Regions from separate parts of the Mus musculus genome. Here region 1 is linked to region 2. A link is a contact called in public promoter capture Hi-C data. All regions are on one chromosome and are shown on one strand. The core of a region is the stretch at or near the end of the contact, and the rest is flanking DNA. Distances in the headings are between cores, read along the strand shown.

Region 1 (5,065 bases), core at 1,808-4,307, 71 kb after region 2:
CTGCAGATTGTTGGATGGAGGATGACCTCCCCGTGGCTCTTAGCCTCTGCTTCTATCCTTCTGATGTCAGGAGGCTCGCTCTGTTCCCCAGCAGCTCTGAGTCTGAGAAGTGGGCATCAGAGTGCCTACCCAGGCCTGCTGGGTCCCCATGTGGGGGCAGGGAAGCTGTGGAGGCTTTCCTGGGGTCTCAGCTACAGCTGCCATATAGAGACTTTGGCTCAGGAAGTCTCTCCTCTCAAGAGGAAGTGCGGGGCAGGGGGCCCGTGAGATGGTTCGGCAGGTAAGGGAGCCTGTCACCAAGCCTGGTGACTTGACTTTGATCCCTGCAACCCACACACTGGAAAGGAAAGAACCTCTGATGTGTGTATGTGTGTGTGTGTGTGTCCCCTCCCCAGACACACAAAATAAATAAAATATGAAAAGAAACAAAGTAGCTGGGTGGTGGGTGCACACCTTTAACCCCAGCACTCAGGAGGCAGAGGCAGGTGGATCTTTGAGCTAGAGGCCAACCTGGTCTAGAGTGAGTTCCAGGATAGTTGGGGGGTACACAGAGAAATTCTGGAGAGAGAGGGGGGAGAGAGAGAGAGAATATGAGAATAAGAAAGTTCATGGGATGGAGAGATGGCTCAGTGTATAGAGCACTGACTGCTCTTCCAGAGGTCCTGAGTTCAATTCCCAGCAACCACATGGTGACTCACAACCATCTGTAATGGGATCTGATGCCCTCTTCTGGGGTGTCTGAAGACAGTGATAGTGTACTCACATACTTGAAATAAATAAATAAATCTTAAAAAAAAAAAAAAAAGAGTTCGGATCAGGATTTCTGTGAGGATGGGGGTGGGTGGGGACTCTAGTAGGTACCTGCACATCCAGGAGGGAGAAGAATAAACTATGGTTGTACAGTGCGAACCCCACTTTCCCTTTCCCTGTAGGGTACAGGCCAGGAGGCAAGCCACACAGTCTGAGTGCCAAGGAACATGTGTCAGCTCTTTCCTCTTGTTTGTGTCCCTTCCTCTGCCTACCTGCGCAGTGGTCACTAGGCCCGTGTTGACAGCTCAGCCGTGTGAAAGCGCAGAATAGCTGCAGTGGATGTTAACTGCACAGAGACCTTGCCGAGGGACATAGAACTCGTTCAGAAAGCTGTCATAGGCCCAGTGTAAACCATGTGCTGGGTACGAGGCTGTAACATAGGCTTAATTTTGTGGGACTCTTGTGCAGGCCAAGGAGGTTCCAACAAGAACTGTGGTTTGTGTGACAGGCAATGCATGTTTATGCCTTTCTAAGTCCATGGCTGTGAACACACCGTCAGCCCTGTCCAGGGGGCTCTGTGTCTGCCTGTGGTGATGGGACAAAGCTGTGTGGCTTTGGTCATGGCACTCTCCTTGGAGCTTCAGGTGACAGTAAGGTGGGAACACTGGCCCCATTTCTTGCCTCTGGGGTACCCATAGAGTGCTTGGCTTATGCCATGTACATGCGATAACTCTAACCAGATGGCTCTGAACTTCCGAATTTTTTTTTTTAGTTTCTTTTTTTCTTTCTTTCTTTTTTTTTTTAAAGATTTATTTATTTTATGTATGTGAGTATACTGTAGCTATACAGATGGTTGTGCGCCTTCATGTGGTTCCTTCATGTGGTTGTTGGGAATTGAATTTTTAGGACCTCTGCTCGCTCAAGACCAAGCTGGTAAAGTCAGCTACTTACTCCGGCCCAAAGATTTCTTTATTATTATACATAAGTACACTGTAGCTGTCTTCAGACGCACCAGAAGACGGTGTCAGATCTCATTGCGGGTGGTTGTGAGCCACCATGTGGTTGCTGGGATTTGAACTCAGGACCTTTGGAAGAACAGTCAGTGCTCTTACCTGCTGAGCCATCTCTCCAGCCCTGAGCTTCTGATTCTTTATTTTACCTCCCCATGCTGGGAATACAGGCATGGGCTCACATCCCATTTCCTATGGTGCTGGGGACAGCGCTCAGCACCCTGTGCGCGCTCTGCAAGCATCCCACCAAGTGAGGCACTATCCCTTAGCATTGAGGTTTATTTTGAGACCGAATGTCACCATGCTATCTAGGCTGGCCTTGAACTTGAAGCATTCTTCCTGCCTCTCAGCCTGCCTCAACTTTCCAAATCCTGAAATTTACAGTGTTCTATGTAGCTGAGCTTGTTGTGGAACTCACTAGGTAGATCAGGCTATCCTTGAAATCATAGAGACCTTCCTGCCTTTGCCTCCTGAGTGCTGGGATTAAAGGTAGAACCACCATGCCCATCTCAATCTCTCTCTCTCTCTCTCTCTCTCTCTCTCTCTCTGTGTGTGTGTGTGTGTGTTCTTTGGAATGAATGGAGTGTGGGGTGAGCTTAAGCTTTGGGCATCCATGTCCTACTGGACTCAGGAAAGTTTGCTCATAGTTGACAGGCACCTGAAGTCCCTGATTTGATCTTGAAGCTTCTGGTGGGTATTGGATGATTTTTTTTCTCTCCCTCTAGCTTGGACTCTTCTGGATTCTCAGATGGGAAAACTGAAATGATCTAAATGTTAGGAGGCTAGTAGGGTCACAAGGTCAAGGCCAGCCTGGAGTACATAGGAGACCCTGCCTCAGAAAGAAAGGAAGAAAGAAAGAAGGAAGGAAGGAAGGAAGGAAGGAAGGAAGGAGAGAAAGAAAGAAAGAAAGAAAGAAAGAAAGAAAGAAAGAAAGAAAGGAAGAAAGAAAGGAAGGAAGGAAGAAAAGAGGGGGAGGAGGAAGGAGGTAGGAAAGAAGAAAGAAGAACAAAAGGAAATATTTAACAGTCTTATCCTTTATTTCTTCACTGAGAAAACTGAGACTCTGAGAGGGAACAGAGGAGCCCACAATCTCAGAGGCCCAGGGCGCCTGACTGCCCTCCATGCTGTGGCCCAGCCCAGAAGCAGCCAGGAAGGGTGACTGGGCTCGGCCAGGCTGCAGAGGTTATAATTTTGAAAATTGAGTAAATAAACAAGTTCTCAGCAAGCAAGGCAGGCTCTGTGCGGCATCACAGACGGGCCTGTGTCTGAGGACAGCCCCAGCTTGTCCACTCAGACAGAAAACTGCATCTGGTTAAAAATAGCCAACGTGCCACTCTCCTCCCACCCCACCCCCACCCGTATTTAAGGCTGCCAGGAAAAGGGGAGGGGGACAGATTGCCCTTCCTTATGTGGAGTTGGTCTCAGCTCTCTGGGAACGACCACGGGACAGCTCTCCAGGCTATGCTCAGGACGGTCACTGTGTGACTTTGGTCAGGTCTCCTCGAGTTTCTGGGCCTCAGTTTCCTCCTTCTTTAAAGTAGTGGTGATCCCATTTCAGGGTGACAAGATGAGAAGGTGGTGTGGGTCAAGTGTGTACACACAGCAGGCCCTTTGTGTCTCTCTGACCGGACTGGAGCCTCAAAGGCTGCTCTTTTACTCTTGGGCTGAGGTGGGGGCTCCTGCATCAAGCAGAGGGGTTATTTTCTTACTGATCCAGGGCTCCCCTAGTGCTAGGAGGCCAAGCCTCCTTCCAGGCAGAGCTGTTGCAGGCAGCACTGCTTGGCTTTCCTGTTTTCCTGTGGAGAGTGTAGTGGAATCCAAGACTAGCTACTTGGGGTCCTGCCCTGCTGGCCCGGGCCCCTCCACCCACATGGGGCCCAGCAGACTTCCTGTACAATTAGGGGCTGCCACCGCCTCCCCACCCCCTGCCCTGGTCACATGGAGAGCTTTTAAGAGGCTAGCTCTGTGTATCAAGAGGCCAATCAGCAATAGATGGACTGAGAGCTGTGTGGTGCCTTGGACTACACCTGCCTCTAGTCTGAGCCCTTTCCCCATAATACAATGTACTACCTTCTCTAGACCCTTCTAGGCGCTTCTGTACCTTGGAGTCATGTTATAGATACTAAAAGACACTACAGGACTCTCAGCCTCATTCTGTGGTCCCCAGTGGGGCCCTTGGCCACCCGGGTGGCCCTCCTTACTAACATTTGTAGCATCTGAGGGTTGGCTCCTCTGGGCTCCTCCTGGGCTTCCCTGGGTGGACAGTGGCTTTGGTGATGACAGCCTGCTTTTCCAGCTACTGGCCAAGCACCTTTAGGTCAGTTAAGTGTCTCCTTTGAAAAGGGTGTCACTGATCCTTAATGGTTGCAAAGGTTATGACTTTGTGTGTGTCTGGGAGTCATCACTCCCGTGATGATGGCACCGTGGTACTTACTACGTAGGTAGGTGGGAATAAAAAGAAGCCACATGGGGCCGGAGAGATGTTTCAGCGGTTAAGTGTGCTTGTTGCTCTTGCAAAGGGTCCAGGTCCCAGTGTGGTCACTCACAGTCATCCCTAACACCAGATAGGAGGGAGCCGAAGCTCTCTCCTGACTTCTACAGTTGTGCAGCTGTTGTACCCATGTACACGCAGGCCAAACATGATTCAGACAAAATATAAACTTATAAGTAGATGATAGAGAGACAGATGGAGAGATTGGGGGGGCACCACTTTCCAACCTGGATGCATAAGAACCTTGGAACCCTCTGCCTGAGGGCTTGGGGTTTGTGGTCCACAGGGGTGGATGGTTGGAGGGTATGGGCTTGGCTGCTTTCAGGTGTAGGGGAGCCCGGGCTTTCTCTCTGTTCCTCTTGGAAGGAGCACTCTGGCCTATTGTGTTTGCGGCCACAGGCACAAGGTGCGTGCATCCACACGGGGTTTCCTTCCTCTGCCTCATTCTCCATAATGTGACTCACTGCCTTTCAGATCTTTGTTCTCGTTCTGGAGGGTAAGGCCAGGGATTTGGACAGCCTGGCCCTCCTCCTGGGCTCCTGACTCCTGTCTCTGGACTTGGCTGAACTCTTAGGGTGGCAGGCAGGGGTCTCTGCCCCATTTGAGACCCCTGTGTACTTGACACTGAGTTGGTGGCTGCCAAGCCCAGAGCCCTAGGTTCTGCCTGTGCAAAGACGTGTCCAGTTGACTGCTGTGAAGTTGCCACCTTTCCTTGAGAGCTTGCTTTTGTCCTGTGGGATAATTATTGTCGTTTGCTCTCCTGTCACAGATGGAACAGCTTCCTGATGGCCTAGGGTCCCCTGAGTGGGTTCAA
Region 2 (5,116 bases), core at 275-2,774:
TTTGCTTTCAATAAACAACGCATGATCTGGAGATTGTGCCACAACTGTGGGCAAATAAGGGAGCTTTTTATAGGTTTAATGATATCCTGTCTCCAGCAAACTGCTCTAAGTACTCTCCTCCTCCTCCTCCTCCCACCCCTTTCTGTAAAGGGCTGTGGAAGTTCGACTCTCTCTTTAAGATGAAGCCAACCAACTCTCAGGATTCTCTCAAGTTCTCACTTGTTAAACTACCTGCACCTCCCTGTGAAAGTGGTGGTGGTGATGATGGAGACAAGGCCTTACTCTGTCCTTCAGGCTGACCTGAAACTCACAACTTAGCCCAGGCTCGTATTAGATTTGAGGTACTTCTCTGACCTCAGAATCCTAAGTGCTGGGTTACAGGGTTGAGAACAAGTTCAACTTAAAACGTGATTTGTATGTATGTATGTATGTATGTATGTATGTATGTATGTATTATTTATTTAGTTTTATTTTTGAGACAGGGTTTCTCTACACATCCCTGGCTGGCCTAGAACTCACTCTGTAGACCAGGCTGGCCTCAAACTCACAGAGATCTGCCTGCCTCTGTCTCCCAAGTGCTGGGACAAAAGGTGTGCCTGGTAAAAACTGATTTTTAAACTTCCTACTTTCTCATGCTTTCTGAAAAATAATGCTTTTATGTGCTAACCCTGGACTGCGTTTACTTAGGCGATGCTGGGGTATAGAGAAGCAGGTAAGCATATTCGGCTCTCCAGGGGGAGACAGGTTTCAGGGCAAGCAAAAAGGCACTGAGCCAGCTCTGATGTTCACATTGTACCTGTCCCCTCTCTTTTTCTCTTTCCTCTCCTCCCCACCCTATTTCCCTTTTCTTTTCTTTCTTTTCTTTCTTTTCTTTTCTTTTCTTTTTTTTTTTTTTTTTTTTTTTTTTTTTTTGGACAGGGTGTCATATAGCCCAGCTTCACCTCTAACTTGTTATAACTGAGGACAGCCTTGAACTCCTGATCCTCCTGCCTCTACGCACCTTCCAAGTGCTAGGAATACAGGCTTGCCACCACACTCAGTTTATAAAGCCCAACTGCAGCTGGCTTTGCGCCTTCTAGAGAAGCACTCTACCACCCAAGCTCCATCCAGCCCCTGCCTAACAATAGGCTACCCCACAGTGTTAGGAGCTCATCTATAAAGATCCATATATATCTTTCAATACCACAGAACACATACAAATCCTATGGTTTTTGGTTCCTTCTGCCAAGAGAAAACATTTGGATAAGCTCTAACATACTCAAATAAATTTCATATATTCTCTCAATCAGCTTTACCTTTGTGGAGATAAAAGCTTTATATTTTTTTCCACGGGGAGTTGCTGTTGGAACCTCCGGGTAAGGGTGGATGAAGTGCTAACAGCTTATGATGGAGGTGACCATCTGCTCTCAGCACATGACAAGCTGGGGTAACTGCCAATAAAAACAGCCTCCTATGCAGCAGATGGGTGCTCTAGAGTCTGCCCTTCCTCCTCGTCCCCTTTTAGGAACAAGCTACTTTGGTTATTCAAGGAGTCAGTGAAGAGGAGTGGGCAGTGCTCGGTGGTGCTTGGGCAGCACGGAGACCACTGCAGTCAGTAAGGGCGGGTGAAGGGATGACATCATCGGGCAGACACCATGGCAGCCCATTTCCCTTAAATAAACATCCGCACAGAAACAGACCGCACCTGGGACTCATAGGGGAGAAACGCAATGTTGATTTCCGTCAGCGTCTTGATGACTTTGGCTGCTCGGGATTTTACCAGCTCGTTAAATAGGGCATCTGGACACGCTGCAAGAATGAGAAAAAACAGTGGGGTTTCTGTCCATCCGTCTGTCCGTCCATTCATCTGCCAGCTCAGTCAACAGCCATGATGTCACTGCACCTATTTTTACTCAGATTCTAAAAAGGCACCTAGTAATACCTGCATCCCGTCCATGAGTTCCAGAGATGGAAAAGTACCTGCAGGGCCCTCAACACAGCAGCCAGCAGCTGACTGCGCTACCCAAGCCAATAAAGACTAGGTGCTGCTTCCAGGCAAAGGAGAGCACACAAGCAGGCGTTGAGAAAGGGTGAGGAAGAAAGCACACAGATTTGATGATGGAACCAAGAGCCAGCACAGGAGGCTCCTGGTGGAAAAACAGCTTGAGGTGCCAGGAGGGGTTCCATTCCTTTTCTGCAGTCTCAGCAGGGGTTGGGGTGTTACCCCGAGGGAGAAGAGTGGCGAGGCTACCACTCTGTCGCTGTGGCTGCTCCACTCGGAAAACTTATCCACACACAACCCAGCACAAAATCAAAAAGGCAACTCTGGGCCAGCCCATTGGAACAGTTATGGTCCAAAGACCTCACAGAAACAGCCCACGGGCTCCAGAGAATTCTGAATGGCCTTGTAATGGAGCACCCGGAAACTGTGCTCAGCAGGAAGCCCTCTGCTCCCAGAGGAGCCTGGTGGGCTAGCTTTCATCAGAAAGACAACAACTGCTACTACTTCTCCTTCTCTTTCTGATAGTGTTATACATTTGTGCATGTGTGTGTATACACTCAACGTGTGTGTGTATGTGTGTGTGTGTACACTTGTGCACGAGTGAATATATGCTTGTGCGTATGTGTGTGTATACACTCACATGTATGTTGTATACCTGTGCATGTGTGTGAGTATACACTTGTGCATGTGTGTGTGTGTCTTACAGTGTTCATCTGCTGAAGAGAGAAGATTAAGTAACTGTAGTACCGCTCATTTCTTCTGCTGTCCTGCCCCAGCTCAGCCTCCATGGAACTGTGAAGAAATGCCAACCTGGGCCAGCAGGAGCAGCCCATGGGGTACTTACAGTCTGTGAAGAACACATGCGCAGCCCGATATTTAGCAGTCGGCGGGTCCTTAAAATCACTGATCAGAGAGTGGACAGACTGTAAATAGGGGGGAAGGGGGACATTAAATTCAATTTTAGAAGCCAGTGCAACCTAAATCTGACTAAATCCACTGGTTTTGGGCTGCTTGTACTACAACAATGGTTTCCAGTGTGTGTCTCTAGTACTTCTGGTGTTTAGTCACAACCAGCTCTGAGCACTTAAAGGTAAGATTACTCCAGAATGTGGTTCACTCCAGAATGGCAGTGTCAGTGCCACTGGAACCTGGACTCACAAAACTGTTCAGAACCTTCGAGAAGATTCATAGGGATGTTCTGGCAGAAACTTACCTGAAGACCAGATTTTGAAAGTGAAGGCAATATGTGAAGACCAGGGGATTTTAAAAATAAATAAATAAATAAGCCCTTGGGGTTTCTATTGCTGAGCTAAACACTGTGACCAAAAGCAACTTGGAAAGGGAAGGGCCTACGTCAGCTCACAGTCCTATATCACTGTCTATTGCTGAGGGAAGGCAGGGCAGACACCTGAGGCAGGAGCTTAGGCAGATGCTACAGAGGAGCACTGCTGACTGTCTTGCTCTCTCGCTCAGCTTATTTTTGAAAGCACATACTACCCAGGACCACTTGGGCCTAGGAGTGGCACTGGCCACACTGGGCTGGGCCTCTCACATCAGTCACCAAGCAAGGAAGTGCCCTACAGACTTGCCTACAGATCATCTGGTGGATGATCTGGCATTTCCAAAACCAAAGTTCCTTTTCCCAGATTAACTTGTGTCAAGTTGACAAAAATAAAAACAGGGCTGGCGAGTTGGCTCAGCGGGTAAGAGCACTCACTGACTGCTCTTCCAAAGGTCCTGAGTTCAAATCCCAGCAACCACATGGTGGCTCACAACCACCTGTAATGAGATCTGACTCCTTCTTCTGGTGTGTCTGAAGACAGCTACAGTGTACTTACATATAATAAATAAACAAATCTTTAAAAAAAATAAAAAACAACAGCAAAACCAAACATCTGGCAAAAACTATCAGCAAAAAGGAGGAAAATGGTCCTGTAAGAATCTGATCTGAACAAGGTGGAAAAACTTGAGTAGCCACAAGCCATAAACCGCCAAAGCTTAGAGGTGGATCTACTGGAGAGCGTGAGGGAACTAGACAGTGGAGAGGGGCACTGGGTCCCAGCTCTGGCTGTCCACTCTGCCCCGCTACTGCATCTCTTGAGGCTCAATGCATGCCTTACTTCTCCCTGCATAAGAGCCCCACTTTCCCTGCTTCTGACAACATGCTTAACCTAGAAATGGCTGGCCCTCGCTCTGTGCCAAAGAGCCTAAGCCCAGAGTCTCAGCCTGAGCGGGGAACTCAGGGATTTACCTTCTCAGATGGGGTGATGAGGTACACGGCCTCCAGGCTGGGGAGTGGCTCTCGGCGCTTGTTGATATCCTCCACAACTACACAAAGACACACAGCCCACAGTGATTAAGAGAACTAGAAGCTATCTGGCCAGGCCCTCAGGCTAGCACACACAACCTACAGAGAGCCCTTCCCCTTCTTTAAGCACCATGTTCCCTGGAAATAAAGCCCATTGCTTCACTTCACCACAGTATTAGAAACTGTGGAACCTACAATAGTAGGCCCTCCCAACTACACTAAGAGCTTTTGAGCTGTTCTCAGAGAGAGGCTGCACTCTGTCAGGACAGACCCTTTGCCCCTTCAGTTTCTTCTCATCTAAACGATCCCCTAGAATTCCTTTCAAATTCCATGACGGCTTCATCTGTCACCAACTCTCTTGAGCTGGGGACACAGCTCATGGTGTAGAGCACTTGCCAGGTACACATGGTTCAAGGTTCAACTGGCAGCTCTGTACACTGAGCCACAGGCCACGGAGGGATGCACCCCTAATAGGCATTGCAAACACATCGTTCATATAACTGCACTTCTTCTAACAGCTCCAGGATGAAGCAAGGCCGGGGGCTTTGGTTTACAAATTTTCTTTACAGACACAGACCAGGTAATATAGACCAGAGTGGCCTTGAATTCAGAGCTCTTCCTGCCTCTGCCTCTGGAGTGCTGGGATTATAAATGTGAGCTGCCACACAAGGCTAGCCCACATAATTATACAACCAGCACTTTACTGACTAACCCATCTCCTTAGCCATTTTCTTTCTGGCACTTGTGTTTATTGGACTCAGTGAAGTAACCGTGGGCAGTAAGAGGCTGCCTGTTTCCATTGTTGTAAGATATGCTGTACCATGAAC

What was found. Capture Hi-C pulls out chosen DNA fragments and counts their contacts.
Region 1: a promoter capture Hi-C map of pancreatic islet shows a contact between it and region 2. The contact joins two enhancer-like sites. A contact is called at or near these places in 2 of 115 datasets of contacts at active chromatin or transcription factors (both in embryonic stem cells) and 4 of 9 other capture datasets (adipose tissue, embryonic trunk, liver and 1 more).

The regions. Positions count from the first base shown.
Region 1 is chr2:32,885,169-32,890,233 of GRCm38.p6, forward strand. The region is part of intron 1 of Niban2 (niban apoptosis regulator 2); the gene reads left to right. Among named protein-coding and RNA genes, the nearest start is that of Gm13523, 4.8 kb to the left of the region's middle. Within about 2 kb of position 3,058, at least 56 of the 459 cell types and tissues checked have an H3K27ac peak or open chromatin away from gene starts, as enhancers often do. A contact at or near this core is called in pancreatic islet, where this site is marked.
Region 2 is chr2:32,815,602-32,820,717 of GRCm38.p6, forward strand. It overlaps Stxbp1 (syntaxin binding protein 1), which reads right to left. Exons shown (of 19, transcript NM_009295.2): 4 at 4,233-4,309; 5 at 2,826-2,904; 6 at 1,685-1,788. Among named protein-coding and RNA genes, the nearest start is that of Gm24165, 14 kb to the right of the region's middle. Within about 2 kb of position 1,525, at least 53 of the 459 cell types and tissues checked have an H3K27ac peak or open chromatin away from gene starts, as enhancers often do. A contact at or near this core is called in pancreatic islet, where this site is marked.